2 separate regions of the Hordeum vulgare genome follow, and region 2 is linked to region 1. The links are chromatin contacts, called in public Hi-C maps. All regions are on one chromosome and are shown on one strand. The core of a region is the stretch at or near the end of the contact, and the rest is flanking DNA. Distances in the headings are between cores, read along the strand shown. Region 1 holds the start of LOC123402522 (nucleobase-ascorbate transporter 6-like). Region 2 holds the start of LOC123401926 (alpha-1,3-arabinosyltransferase XAT3-like).

Region 1 (6,796 bases), core at 2,041-4,540:
ATGTATCCATGGTTTTTCACAAGGGCCTCTCCCGTTAGTCCAAAATGGCGGATATGTCTAAGCCTCCCATATTCGTTGCATATATGGGCTTGATTTAAGGGATGTCGGACAACCCAAAAGTTTAGGCTCACAGGGTGCCTGATTGAGCGGCAATTTCATGTGCGGTCTGTCCTAGGTCGGGTTGTAGATGCTCTAACATGTTTTTTCCCTCTAAAACTAGATGCTCTAACAAGCTAAAAACAATGGTTACATCATCAACACAAGAGTTGCAGTTCGCGTATCATTTTTGTCTCTAGACGTGAGTACACATGCGGTTAGGGTGTCTAAACCTTCCGGTGATGCCCTCGTCGACTGCCTCATCTCCGTAGCCTTAGGATCATGAAGGCGAAGTGGACCTGAGACCTTACCGTCCGGAGGGTTCGTGTTTCGTTTTTAAGTTGTGTTCTTAGGTTGATTATATGGTTTGTGTCATGTTCAGTGGCAGCTCCTTGAATATGAAATAAGGTCCTTCCCGCCTTCTCCCCGTTCTGAAGGTGTCCGTGGCATCGTTGGAAGACATGCAAAGGTGTTTCTCCAAGGAAAGTGCCCTTCTGCTTCCGAGCTCAAATGAGCTCCGTGAACAGCAAAATCGTTTTTCTCTTTCGAAAAAACTTCAAGAAATTCTGATTTTTTTTATGATCAACATTGACAAAAGTTCTCAACGCATGAAAAAATGAGGCCTGAAATAACATTCATACAAGGCACGAAAAAAATTTGATATTCTGAAAATGCGCATTTTCAAAGTACCGATTTTGTATTTTTTGCCACACCTTATAGAAATGCTATTTCAAGCCAAAAATTTGCATGCATTTAGAACTTTTGTTAGTGTTGCTCACAAAAAAATTCAGATTTTTTGGAATGTTTCCCGTTTCTTTTTGAATTTACTGTTCGACGTGGTTAAATGAGCTCGGGAGTAGAAACTCTGTGTCCTTTCTCCAAGAATTTACTGTTCAACGAGGTTAAATGAGGTTAAATGTTTCCTGTTTCTTTTTTCAGACCATTTTTATTTTTATTTTTCTATATATATAAGATAAAAAAGCCCAATAGATCAAAATTAACAAAAAAATAGCCCACTATGTCAAAATCGATCCAAATAATAACCGAACAGGTCGAAATCAACCCAAATAACGGTCTAAAATACTAAAATCCTAACAAGCCAGCGGGCCTGATGTGCCGATGGGTCGACCCGTATAGCCTCCGAACCGTGCTTGCGCCTGGACCCCGAGCATGTGGACCGGCAATAAACGGACCGTGCCGTGCCAAACACGATTCTGACGGGCCGTGTCGGGCAGCCCGTTTGGGCAGGTACGCTCCACTCGAACGGCTCTACGGTACCAGCACTGACCAAGCACACTCTTTCAGCCGATCCGCCGTCAATTCCAATCAGACGGCTCCCGTTCGACACCCCCACAACGCAACAGGGGAACCCGCGCTCTCTAGCCCAAGCCGCGCTTTTACTCCTGACACCTTTGCTGCGTGCACAGCCCTTAAATCGGCTTTGTGCAAGACGCATGCAGCACAGTATAGTACTGTAATACCTACTCCCAGCAATAACGTTTGACCACCTTGCGCGTTCATCACGCTCCGTAATCAATTCCGTAAACGCAAGCCGACCGACAATGAACGCAGAAGAGAGTTTTGGCGTGACATCCTTCACTCCGCTGCATTTACTTCTTCAGGTTCTGAACAGTCGCGGGTATCCCTCGCTTGTCCCATTTTGCTTGCTTCCCCTGTAGGAGTACTACTACTGCACTGCCTAGTCATCATCAGAGAGCTACTCCTACATACATACACACGCCAACCTGCTGCCAACCTTCATTGATCGCTTCAAATGAATCATTGCATGCACGGCCGGGATCTCCATGCACGCATTTTCCCTAATCAATGCCCACCCTGTGGTACTGCTCCTGCTAAAACCCAGCCAGCGCTTCTCTTTTTGCCGGGAAAACCTCAGCGGTTCGAGGCAGGTTAGCTACTACCGGTAATAAACTACACTGCCCTGGGTTAACGACCACGGGGGGATGGTCAGGACATGCACTTTGCTCGCGGTAAGTATAGTGGACTAGTGGAGCTGTAGTTGGACGATGGCCAGCAGGCGGCAGCAGCAGCATGTGGTGGTCTCTGTAGATTAGATTTGATCCGCACGACGGTGTTTCATTCAGGAATAAATAAATGGGGGAATAATGTACATGCCGTGCCGTGGGGCTGTCTGCGGATTGGATTGCTGCTGCGTGTGAGCCCGTCCGTGACTAATCCAATCATCGCGTAGATGGAGAGAGAGGCTGCCCCGGCGAGGAAAAAGCGAACGAAATGCTGCCGCGGCAGTAAACGGGGGGTGCCGGCAAGGGCGGCAGCAGGCGGATGAGCACAATGATAGGGGGCCGCGGTGCGTACGGCGGCGCTGCTTTGCGTTCGCGTACAGGTCGCCAAAAGCATCATCCCTGTACGCACCTGCGTGCTGTTTTCACATCTCCCGCGGAACAGGACACGGGAAAGTGAAAAGAGGAGGGAGCCCGTCCATCCGGCTCGTACGAGTACGAGTAGTACTAGTACCTCCTCATCATGTATATGTATACAAGGCATTTCCTGCCGAAAACAGGCACAATAATTCAGTCAGTCGACATGGCTTTTACCCTTCTTTTTCCTCTTGTCTTGCATAGCAGCTCCCCAAGGAAAAGCACTGTAGTGCAGTGCATGCACTGCCGTGGCAGTGCTGGGCCGGGCAAGGTGGAAAACCCCTTTCTTCACGCACAATCCATGATGGAACCACGTTCCCAGCCACGCCGCCGACCAGGAAACCCGGGGCGAGTCGAAGAGCCATCCAGCCAGGCAACAAACAACCGGGCCAGGAAACGGGAACGGAAAACCGAATGCCCAAATCTATCCACCACCACTCCAAAAATACGCTTCCCTGAAAGATTTCACCGCGAATGCGGAACTCCCATCCGAGAAGCGGAGAAGCCACGCAGAAGCGTCGTCTCCGCCGAGCACGAGCAGGGGCAGGGGAGAGAGAAGAGGAGTGCTACGTACGTACTAGTACTGGTACAGTGGGATACTTGTAGCTACAGGGGAGATTCGCGGTGGGGCGCAAGGGGCCGCACGCGCAGGACAAGCGGGGGCGTAAATGCGGTTTTGGACCGCTGCGCCGGCGTGCGCGGTGCCGTGAACCGCTCCCTCCCTCCCTCCCTCGTCCTTCCCTCCCCACGCCAAAGGCAAAACCGAGGCAGAGAGAGAGAGAGAGGGGGTAGGGTGACGACGCGGGGCAGAACAAAACAACCGCTTCCTCCTGCCACCCCGCTCTGCACCGCAGCAGCGGCGCGCCGTGCTGGAGCCGCTTTTTTGACCGCTTCCGACGGACCCACCACCCAGCAGCGCAAGCACCACACGCTAGCGGTAGCGTCCTTCCTTGGGAGGAGCCGTGGTACTACTACCATACCATACCACCACCACCACTACCACCACTGGAGGCCGCTGTACCGCTACGCCACTCCCCCACTCCTCACTGCCCCGCTACCGCTCCACGGGCTCGCATTGTGGCTCTGGTTTGAGGTCTCGGGAGGAGGAGGAGGAGGAGCGCGCGTGATCTGAGGCGGGGCGGAGGGGCGCGGGAGAGATGGCCGGAGGCGGGGGCGGGGGCGGGGGCGGGGGCCAGAAGCAGGACGACATGGCGCCGCACCCCGTCAAGGACCAGCTGCCCGGGGTCTCCTACTGCATCACCAGCCCTCCTCCGTGGCGTGAGTGCTCCGCTCCGCTCCCTTCCTCCCTCCCTTCCTCTCGTATCACCGGCGGTTTTCCGGGCGTCCGTTTCGGGGTTTCTCTTCGCGGGGCTGGGTTTTCCCGGTCGCGATGGCGACGGACGGGCTGCTTGCTTGCTTGCTGGTCATGCCGTTGCTCCCGTCGTTTTCGGGGGTGGTGGGTTTCGTGGCCTCGGTGGTTGGTGGATGGGGCTCGCAGATGCGCCTCGCTTTCGCTCGGGCTTGTTGCGCGGCGAGGAACCGCCGCCAGATCTGCCTGCCCGCCTGCCCGCCCGAGCTTTCCTCCCCGGTTTCTCACTCGGATATTCCTCCAAAATAAAAAGCGGGCTGCCTTTTCCGTTTTGTTCCCCCTGCAAGTAGTTTATTAATGCGCTTTAATGAGGTTCCGCGTTGAATATCCTCTGCATAGTTTATCTGTATCCGATAATAATAGCTGACGCTGCAAAGCTTTGACCCGTGTTGATTGATGGCTTGATGCTACTCGACATTCAACAGACAAGGAATTTGCATGATTGTCGGATGGGTGGGGTTTTTTCGATGGATTTTCTTGGTGTTGTTCCCACCTTTGATGTTCAAGTCGCGGTCTGGTTTCTCAATCTACCTTTGATTCTGGCTTCTATTCTCACGAGTTTTCGGGAATCTGGTGCTATATTTGTGATTTTGTACGGTGGTAGTACAAATGAGCCAAGGTTTCATATGAACTCACGCGTTGACTCGTTTCTGCTTTACCGCGTGCACCGGGCGTTCTTTCCGGTTACTATATAAGTATATTGTTGCCGATCTACTATCTTCTTCTATGTTTACTTGGCGTGTTCCGTGCTGTGGTTCCAGTGAATTCCTAGGCACTGACCGTGTCGGTAGGTGGTTCCAAACCGGAGGTCCGTGTCCACCCATCGTTGTCACACTCAGCTGCATTCATGCTCCAGATACTTGGCAGGGCGTTTTCATTTCCATTTTCTGCCTTCTGCGTTATCAGACATTCTTTGTTTGTTTTAGATAGATAGTAGTAGCTTGTTTCCAAGCAGCTTTGTTTAAGTTAATGCAGGGATGTACCGGCTTGCTCTGTGTACGGGCGCTTCAGTACAAATAGTACTGCCGGTAATAAGTATGATCCATTTTGTAGAAGATCGAATTCTTGTTTGGTTATGAGTCACTTGTCTGTGTCTGAGTCTGAACCGAGTCAAATAAACATGTAAAGCTGACACTGCAAATAAAGAGTCACATTATTTTGTTATATCCTAATCTTCTTTATGCATTTAATGCGCGCCCTTCCTGAACTTAGTTCTGTACGCATCAGGACCGGGGGGGGGGGGGTGTTAATGACAGTCCTTTTATGTCTTGAACTCTTGCTCATTACATGGGAGAGTTGTAAGGTTGAACTCTGCATGGAAAAATGATGAACAAGAAGTCCTTGTTCAAACTGGATGATGTGGTCATATCGGCAGTTATATTTTTGTATGCATTTCTTCAAAGTTTGATCAACAAAATATGTTTTGCTTCTTATCTTTTTGCTAGCCTGCCTTGCGAAGTATGTCTACAGAAAGCAGGAAAATTTAACTATTGAAATAGTTTATCTATACACTTCCACTATATTCTGTGTAACTTATATGACTTGGTTCTGAAATTTGATTATGAAATCTTACATAATGCAGCGGAGGCCATTCTTCTTGGCTTTCAGCATTATCTGGTCATGCTTGGAACTACTGTTATCATACCTACTGCACTTGTTCCACAGATGGGAGGGAACAATGTAAGGCTACACTAGATTACCAAGTGGTGTTGCTTTGGACTGAATCTGTTGATTGATGACTAATGGTGTTTCAACTTTGCTAGGAGGACAAGGCAGTTGTTATCCAGACATTGCTGTTTGTGGCTGGAATCAACACCCTTCTACAGAGTTTCTTTGGTACCCGATTGCCTGCGGTGATTGGTGGATCATACACCTTTGTTCTGCCTACCATTTCGATCATACTCGCAGGGCGCTACACGAACGAACCAGACCCGCACACTGTATGTTGAAAAGGCTGATAATTCTACCTGCTTCCCAGTAATCTTTTCCTAAATATAGACTAATGAATCACCTGGATTTTATTTTTGAAGAAATTCCTCAAAATCATGCGTGGAACGCAAGGTGCTTTGATCGTTGCTTCTGCACTACAGATCATAGTTGGCTTCAGTGGCCTTTGGCGCAATGTTGCAAGGTAGGAAGATGAACACCGCATAATTGTTATTTCTCAACTAAATTGCTGTTCCATATGCACTGAAGCAAGAAGTGTTCTAGCAGGAGTAGCTTTCAATCTCACGAATATACTGATTTTTGTTTCAGATATCTCAGTCCACTGTCAGCTGCTCCTTTGATAGCGTTAGTTGGCTTTGGACTGTATGAGCTGGGTTTTCCATCGGTAAGATCTGAGCATTGTGTTTCTACTCGATACTTGTTTAATCATACATACTTATGTTTGAACAACAAATATACAGGTTGCTAAATGTGTTGAGATTGGTCTGCCTGAACTAATCCTTTTGGTGATATTCGCCATGGTTCGACTCAATTCCTATGCACTCAATATTTTTAACCTTTTGTTATGCAGCATAACTTTGTGCTCCAGCTGCATTTTTATGCCCCACCCCTCACCCTTTCATTTTTTGCAGTACCTGCCGCATACCATCCACATGATGAAGTCGATCTTCGACCGTTTTGCTGTTCTCTTCACTATTCCCATAGTGTGGCTCTATGCATATCTTCTGACGGTTGGAGGAGCTTACAGGAATGTATCACCAAAGACCCAATTTCATTGCCGCACTGACCGCTCTGGACTAATTGGTGGTGCTCCCTGGTATTATTATGAATTTTTGAAGATACGCTTCTTCCATTTGTACCAACCTTGCTGTTTAGTAACACAAATGCCTCCGCTTCTTGTACTACAATGACAGGATAAGAGTGCCATATCCTTTTCAGTGGGGTGCTCCCACTTTTGATGCCGGCGAAGCATTTGCAATGATGG
Region 2 (7,391 bases), core at 523-3,022, 180 kb after region 1:
CGTCGAGCTGGATCTTGTAGCCGATGTAGTGGAGCTGCATGTCCTTGGACGGCTCCTCGAAGGTGCCGCGGGCGAGCCACTCCAGCCCTCCGTAGGGCACGACCTGGATCAGCACGGCGCCGGCTGGCAGGAAGAGCATGTTGGTCAGCCCGGCGCCGTGCACGCCCACCATCACGTCCGCCGAGTTCACCAGCCGGGCGAACTTGGACACGTCCGTGTTGCTGTCCGGCTCGCCCACGCGCACGTCGTACCCGAGGCTCATGGCCATGTCCGCCATGGCGCGCTCGTTCAGGAAGGCGCGCGAGTTCTTGCGGGAGATGATGAGGAGCCGCGGCCGGCGCCGGATGTCCCACCGGTCGCCGCTCGGCTCGGCCGCCGCGCGCGACAGCCCGAACGCGCCCCGCAGCATCGCGCGGAAGTCCACCATCGAGTACCCTGCCGGCGTCTTGGACGCGTCCACGCCCAGCTCCTTGTGGAACGTTGGCCCGACCACCACGCCACCGTAGCACCGGACCTCGTCGTCGTTGTCGATGTCGATCACCTCGTACTTGCTCAGCTGCTGGAAGATCTCCAGGTACCGGTTGGTCCACCACGACTTGAAGCTGCTCACCAGGAACTGGACCTCGCCGCCGAACCGGCGCGCCGTGATGAACGCCGGGACGAGCACGTCCGTGTAGTCGTGGAACAGGTTGCCCGTGAACCCGCCGGTGGAGAGCACGAAGGCGGTCGCTGAGCTGTTGACCGTGCAATGCGGCACCGGGCCGCTGGAGGAGAGCGGCCGGAGGGTCCACTCCTTGACGTGCGACAGCGCGTAGGCGTCCTGCTTCCGGCAGTACGGCTTCACCTTCCATTCCCGGTCCAGCGGGCGGACCTGGATGGTCTGGCTGCGGCCCTGCACGCGCACGTCGCCGGCGGCCTCGCACGTGTCCGACCGCCGGCCCGACTCGTAGCACACCGGCTTGCCCGGGAGGCCCACGGCGGCAACGGGCACGGGCGTGGTGCTTGTGCTTGTGCTCACGGGCACGGGCACGGGCACGGGCACGGGCACGACACCCCCGGACGAGGTGTCGGCGGGTTTGGGCCGAACTTCTTCTTCTTCCTCCTCCTCGTCCTCCTCCTCCTTGGCTGCAAATTGCAAAGTCAGCTCAACGTCAGATCTGGCCCGATCCACACAGACACCAGTCGACACCCATGAATTCACTTCCCACACGGGCAGCCACATCAAAATTCCCTCCCGTACCACCCAGTTCCGAACGGAAATGGAAACCATCCCCAAGAACGAACAAGTTCATCACAGGAAGGAAGCAACGTAACATACCAGTTGAATCCGCGGTTGGGAGTACGGCTTCATGGGCGACCTCCATCTTGACGCTCACCTTCCTCATCCCCTGCCGCTCCTCTGCTTTGATGGCCTCCCCTGCCTTCTCTGCAGCACGCACGCACGCAAAGAAAGATTATAAATCCACCCTCGTTCAGACCCAAGAACACACAAGAATCAGTCAGCGCGGCAAGCAAGAGGGCGTGTACGTACCCATGGGGGAGATCCTGGCCCGGATGACGGAGAGCACGACGAGGGACGCGAGCATGAAGGCGATGAGCGAGGCATTCCCCAGCCGCCGCCCGTCGCCTCTCGCCAGGTTCCTGGTGGACTTCATGGCCTGCCTCTCTCTCTCTCTCTCTCTCTGGGTGCGGCTACCGGAAATCTTTGTCCGTCTGTGTATCAGGAATGGTTCTCGAGGGGGGGCGTGGAGTCTTATACCGGCGGGGTGGTGGTGGCGCCTGGCGGCAGAACTAACTGGTTCTGTCGTTGAACGGGCTTCGTTTCTCACCCTGGTTGAATCGGTAGCGGTGTTGACCGCGTGGACAGAGACGAGCTAGCGGACACGCGACGCGATGGGTGACGCGAGGCGGTAGACGTGGAGGCGAGCTACTCTGGCAAGCCAAAGCGAGAGGGCAGGGCAGGGGAGACTTGGGAGAAAGTGACTCCAGCAGCAGATCGAGCTCGCAGCTGCCGCCGTCGGTGACCGGCCCCGGGGCTCCGTCGATCTCCAGGCTCGGTTCCGACAGTAACTGCTGCTCAGCGCCGTCGCTGTCGTCCGTTGGCTCCGGAGTTTGCTCACTTCGAGGCGGATGGCGCACTGTTAAAAGGCTGATGGCAGAAATCCAAGCTTGCTGTTAAAAAGTACGGTAGTTTTGGAGTAGACAACCCCCGAACTCTCCGGAGGCTGAAGCAAGCACTTCTGAAAACGCAGGCGAATCAACAGCATCGCTGTTATTAACTGTAAAAAACAAGGCAGCTAGATCAACCACGGCGCTACCAAATTGCTCTGTTTTACTTGTGCATGTTAGTTTTGTCATAAGTCAAACTTTATAAATTCTGGCCAAGCTTATAGATAAAAGATAGCGCCATCAAGATATTGGATCCTAACACAAATTCATTCATTAATGTGATATCATACTCCCCCCGTCCTAATAAAGTATAATCTTTTTGGAAGTCAAACTTTACAGACTTTGACTGATAATATAGAAAAAAGAACTCATCAACATCTAAAATAACAAATCAATAGAATTAGATCCATCATTAAAGAATTGTAGTTATATGGCATCATAGATGTAAATAAATTTCTAGATAAACTTAGTCAAAATTTATGAAGATTGATTTTCATCAAAAAAATGTGCACTGTATCATGGGATGGAGGGAGTAGTACTTATAATGCTAATAACAACAATGGATGATGATAGGTGGCATATAGGCCTTATTAGTCAGCTCCAAAAAAAAACAATATAGGCCTTATTAGTGGTAGACATTAATTCTTCATCATGACATTCCAAAGAAAAGATTAAACAACATTGTATAAGTGGCAGACATTAACTGTTCATCATGATATTCTAAAGCATGTATTAGACATCAATGTACAGATTCAATAATCATGGTAATTAATACTCCCTCCGTCTGAAAATACTTGTTCCAAAAATGAATATAATGGATGTATCTATAACTAAAATAAGTCTAGATACATTCATCTCTAAGACAAGTATTTTCGGACGGAGGGAGTACTATAACAACATGTGCTACCAAGATGAACAAAGCATGTGACTTGTTGATTCCCTCGCGATGTATTTTGAATCTTCGCGGAACCATGGTTCAACTTAACCACCGTCATCTATCTTTTTGTTGAGGAAAAAAAGATAACCATAGCTATATGTTGTTTATTCATATGGGATATGAGTCGGTTTGTGTGTGCATACAAATCAAAGTCTAGAGGGTATAACATCCAAAATTCTCTTCCAAAGCATTGGTTCCTATTTGTTCTTTTCTCCCAGAGCACGAAATATGTCATTTCTTGATGCAACTTTGCACATGCATAAAAGGCACAAACATTTTGTAATGTAAAATCATATTTTATCTCATTTTTATTAAGTATTTCTAATGGTTTTCTTGGTGATGACCTTTGTATTAGTCTGTTGTGAGATTAAAAATACGATAAGCTAAAATAGCCTATAAATCTAAAGGGGTATAATGTAAATCCTCGGGTCGAGGGACATGGATAACTCGTTCTACAAGTCATCCCTCGTCTTCTTTTCTTCGTTGATACAATTAGTGTGTACTTGTGTTCAGTTGGAAAACTTAGATCTAATCAAATTGGAATTTGGTGGAACAGAACCAAGAAATGGGTTTCTGGTGTCAAACTGATTAGAATAGAATATTTTGTTTTCGTACAACAACACACTTTGTTTAGAATTTCTCAACATGTTTACTCGTATAAAGAAAAATCATGCAATAAATGGGACCAATAATGGAGACCATCACTCAAAATTAAAGCATAACAAAAAAGATTATGGGATTCTGGGTTCGAACATCTACCTTCATGGAAAAGCATGACCTCGTGAAAATCATATGCACGAGTCTTGATCTCTCTTATGATACTTATTGGAAATATGCCCTAAAGGCAATAATAAAGTGGTTATTATCATATTTTCTTGTTCATGATAATCGTTCATTATCCATGCTAGAATTGTATTGACCGGAAACTTAAATACACGTGTGGATATATAAACAACACCGTTTCCCTAGTAAGCCTCTACCAGGCTAACTCGTTGATCAAAGATGGTTAAGGTTTCCTAACCATAGACATGAGCCGTCATTTTATAACAGCATCACATCATTAGGAGAATGATGTGATGGACAAGACCCAACCATAAGCATATCATTTGATCGTATCACTTAGTTTATTGCTACTTCTTTCTTCATGTCAAGAATATGTTCCTAAGACCATGAAATCATGCAACTCCGTGACACCGGAGAAATGTCTTGTGTATATCAAACGCCACTTCGTAACTGGGTGATCATAAAGGTACTCTATAGGCATCTCCAAGGGTACCTGTTGGGTTGGCATTGATTAAGAATCGATTTGTCACTCCGTATGACAGAGATATATCTCTGGGCCCTCTCGATAGTACAACATCACAAGAAACTTGCAAGCAATGTGACTAAGGAGTTAGTCACGGGATCTTTTATTACAGAACAAGTAAAGAGACTTGCTAGTAATAAGATTGAACTAGGTATGGAGATACCGACAATCGAACCTCGGGAAGTAACGTACCGATGGACAAAGGGAACTGCATACGGGGTTGACTGAATCCTTGACATCATGGTTTAACCGATAAATATCTTTGTGGGATATGTAGGAATCAATATGCGCATCCAGGTCCAGCTATTGGTTACTGACCGGAGAGATCTCTCGGTCATGTCTACATGATTCTCGAACCCATAGGGTCCGCAGACTTAACGTTTGATGATGATATAGTATTACTGGAATATGTATGTTAGTGACCGAATGTTGTTCGGAATCCTAGATGAGATCCCAGACGTGATGAGGAGCTCCGAAATGTTCTGGAGGTAAAGATTCATATATTGGAAGTTGGTATTGGGGTTTCGAAATAGTTTTGGGACTTGACGGTTTTTGTCCGAAATGCGAGAAGGGGTTCCGGGGTCCACCGGGGAGGTCCACCTACCCCCAAGGGGCCCATGGGTTGAAAGGGGTGGTGCACCAGACCTAGGTGGGTTGTGCGCCCCACCTCCCCAAGGCCCATGCGGCCAAGGGCCAGGGTTTCCCTAGGGTGGCCGCCGCCCCTAGGCTCTAGGGCCAGGGTTTTCCTAGGGTGGCCGCTGATGTTTGCTGTGTATCCCTTGCAACGGCGCCAGAAATAGTTGTGTCGACGGCACCAGGAATCCTTCAGCTGCGGCTACGCCTTAAGGGACTTCCTAGGCAAGTATGCAAAGGATTTCTCCCGTGGCCTTGGAGCCTTGCGTTGGTGTTCCCTCGAAGCGAAAAGGGTGATGTAGCACAGCGACGGTAAGTATTTCCCTCAGTTTGAGAACCAAGGTATCAATCTGGCGGAGGAGTATCTCAAGATCCTGCACAAACACAAAAGCTTGCACCCAACGCTATGAAGCGGTTGTCAATCCCTTATAGACTGTTTGCCAAGTGAGAACTGAAAGCAACAAAGTAACAAAGCAAAGTAAAAGCGGAGGTGTAAACGATGGATGTGAATAGACCCGGGGTCCGTAGTGTTTACTAGTGGCTTCTCTCATGAAAGCAAGTAGACGGTGGGTGAACAAATTACTGTCGAGCAATTGATAGAACCGCACAAAGTCGTGATGATATCTATGCAATGATTATATCTATATGCATCATGTAACATCCCAAATTCCCTAATTTGGAATGTTTTACATTGTAGCTAAGCATCTATGCATATTGATTTAAATAAAGTTTGCATTCGAATTCTTTCGACTTTTGCTTTTGCATTTCTATTTTTTCTTCACACGAGAAATGCCGGGAAATAATCTCTTCCACGCAAGAGAGAGCGGAGGAAAATGACCCTCCAAAATGTGAGGCATTTCTGAAATATTTTGAGCCAAGAAAGCGAAAGTTTTATTGTGAAAATAATTGCAAAAAGAAAAATAGCATAAGGGATTTTTTTTCCTGAAAAACATTTTTTTTAGTTTTTATTTTTGCCTTGGAAAAATGTTAATCGAGTAGAGGATATTTTTCTGATCATTTTGGTATATAATACCCTATATTAATTATTTTATTTGTTTCCTTTTTTTCCTTTTAGTTTCTGTTTTATAAAAAAAAAAGCTAAAACAGGAATGTTTTTTTTAAAGGAAGGCGCCTGAGCGCTTTATAGCGCAATCGGGCTGAATCCCAGCCCAGCCGGATCCGATCTGGATCCACATCGGCGAGCCCATCCGCCTGCACCCAGCGCCCCTCTACCCCCACCCGCTGCCCCTAGGCCCCGCCCCGCGCCAGCCCCACCCGCAGCACCACCCCCCTTCTCCCCTTTTCTTTTTTTTCCTTTTCTTTTTTTTTTTCTTCTTTCCTTCCCTCTTCTTCTTCCTTCCTTCTTTCCTTCTCCCGTAACTTTCCTTCCATGGTCAGCCGAACCGAGCTCGCCCGGATTGCCCCGATCTGCTGCTCCTGCCCCGCCCGAGCCCCCTAGCCCCCCCCTATAAATTCCCCCACCGCCACCTTGCCCCGTTCCCCTAGCCGCCGCCCCTGCCCAAGCCCCCGCCGCCCTCGGCCCAAGCTCGCTAGAGCCGAGCCTCGCTCCGAGGCCCCTGGCACCCTGCTGCTCTCTCCCCGCCCCGAGCTGCCTCCCCACCGCCACCAACCGCCCGAGGAGGACCGCCGTCATCTCCTCAACTCCTCAGACCACGCCGGAGACCACCGGAGCTCCTCCTCTCGCTAGCGCCGCCTCGGACCTCGCCGGAGTAGCCCCTAGCCGGCCAACTCTCTGTAAGTCTCCACCCCCCCCTTTTGACCGTTGGATTAAAACAGACGCATAGGATTAGATGTGCATACCCCTTCGGGTCTTACAAAAAAAACCGGATCGGTTTTTCTGTCACTTAAATTGAGCCGAGTAGTTTTCATTAGATTGCGGCCGTGTGTTAGTATTCCCTCGCAGCAAACACCCCGCAGCCAAACAGAGACTGCCACATGTACCCCTGCCCGATTAGTAATAAATCTTTTTTTCTGTTTAATTCAAAAACACAGAAAGTTGTAATCTTATTTCCCCTATAACGTTTGATCTAGAGATCCAATGAGGTTGATTCTTTTCCCAGTAGATCACAAACTTTCTGTAATTTTTAAAAACATAAAATTTGTTTATGTTTGAAATTTGAAAATTTGAATTAGATCAGATTAGTTTAAACCTTGTTTTGCTTATTCCAGGAGTTTAAAAAATGATTTTGATTTGATTCTTTTTGCTGCTACTTCCTAGTGATTATATCTTACTGTGGTATAAGTTTCAAATTTTTTTAAATATTTTTACTTGGGGTTTTAACAGAAACAAGTTTCTGCCTTAGTGACGTGTAGTGAATTCTTTCA

Evidence for each region. A called contact is a pair of places that touch in the nucleus more often than the background predicts.
Region 2: a contact with region 1 is called in a Hi-C map of leaf, with 4 times the contacts expected there. The contact joins the promoter of LOC123401926 here to the promoter of LOC123402522 in region 1. A contact is called at or near these places in 2 of 6 Hi-C or Micro-C datasets (leaf and seedling) and 1 of 1 datasets of contacts at active chromatin or transcription factors (embryo).

What each region holds. Positions count from the first base shown.
Region 1 is chr6H:508,965,381-508,972,176 of MorexV3_pseudomolecules_assembly, forward strand. It overlaps LOC123402522 (nucleobase-ascorbate transporter 6-like), which reads left to right and starts at 3,291. Exons shown (of 14, transcript XM_045096442.1): 1 at 3,291-3,773; 2 at 5,447-5,544; 3 at 5,628-5,804; 4 at 5,895-5,995; 5 at 6,121-6,196; 6 at 6,273-6,332; 7 at 6,444-6,628; 8 at 6,726-6,796. The coding sequence starts at 3,653.
Region 2 is chr6H:509,142,546-509,149,936 of MorexV3_pseudomolecules_assembly, forward strand. LOC123401926 (alpha-1,3-arabinosyltransferase XAT3-like) reads right to left here and starts at 1,773. Exons shown (of 3, transcript XM_045095792.1): 1 at 1,532-1,773; 2 at 1,319-1,426; 3 at 1-1,125. The coding sequence starts at 1,655.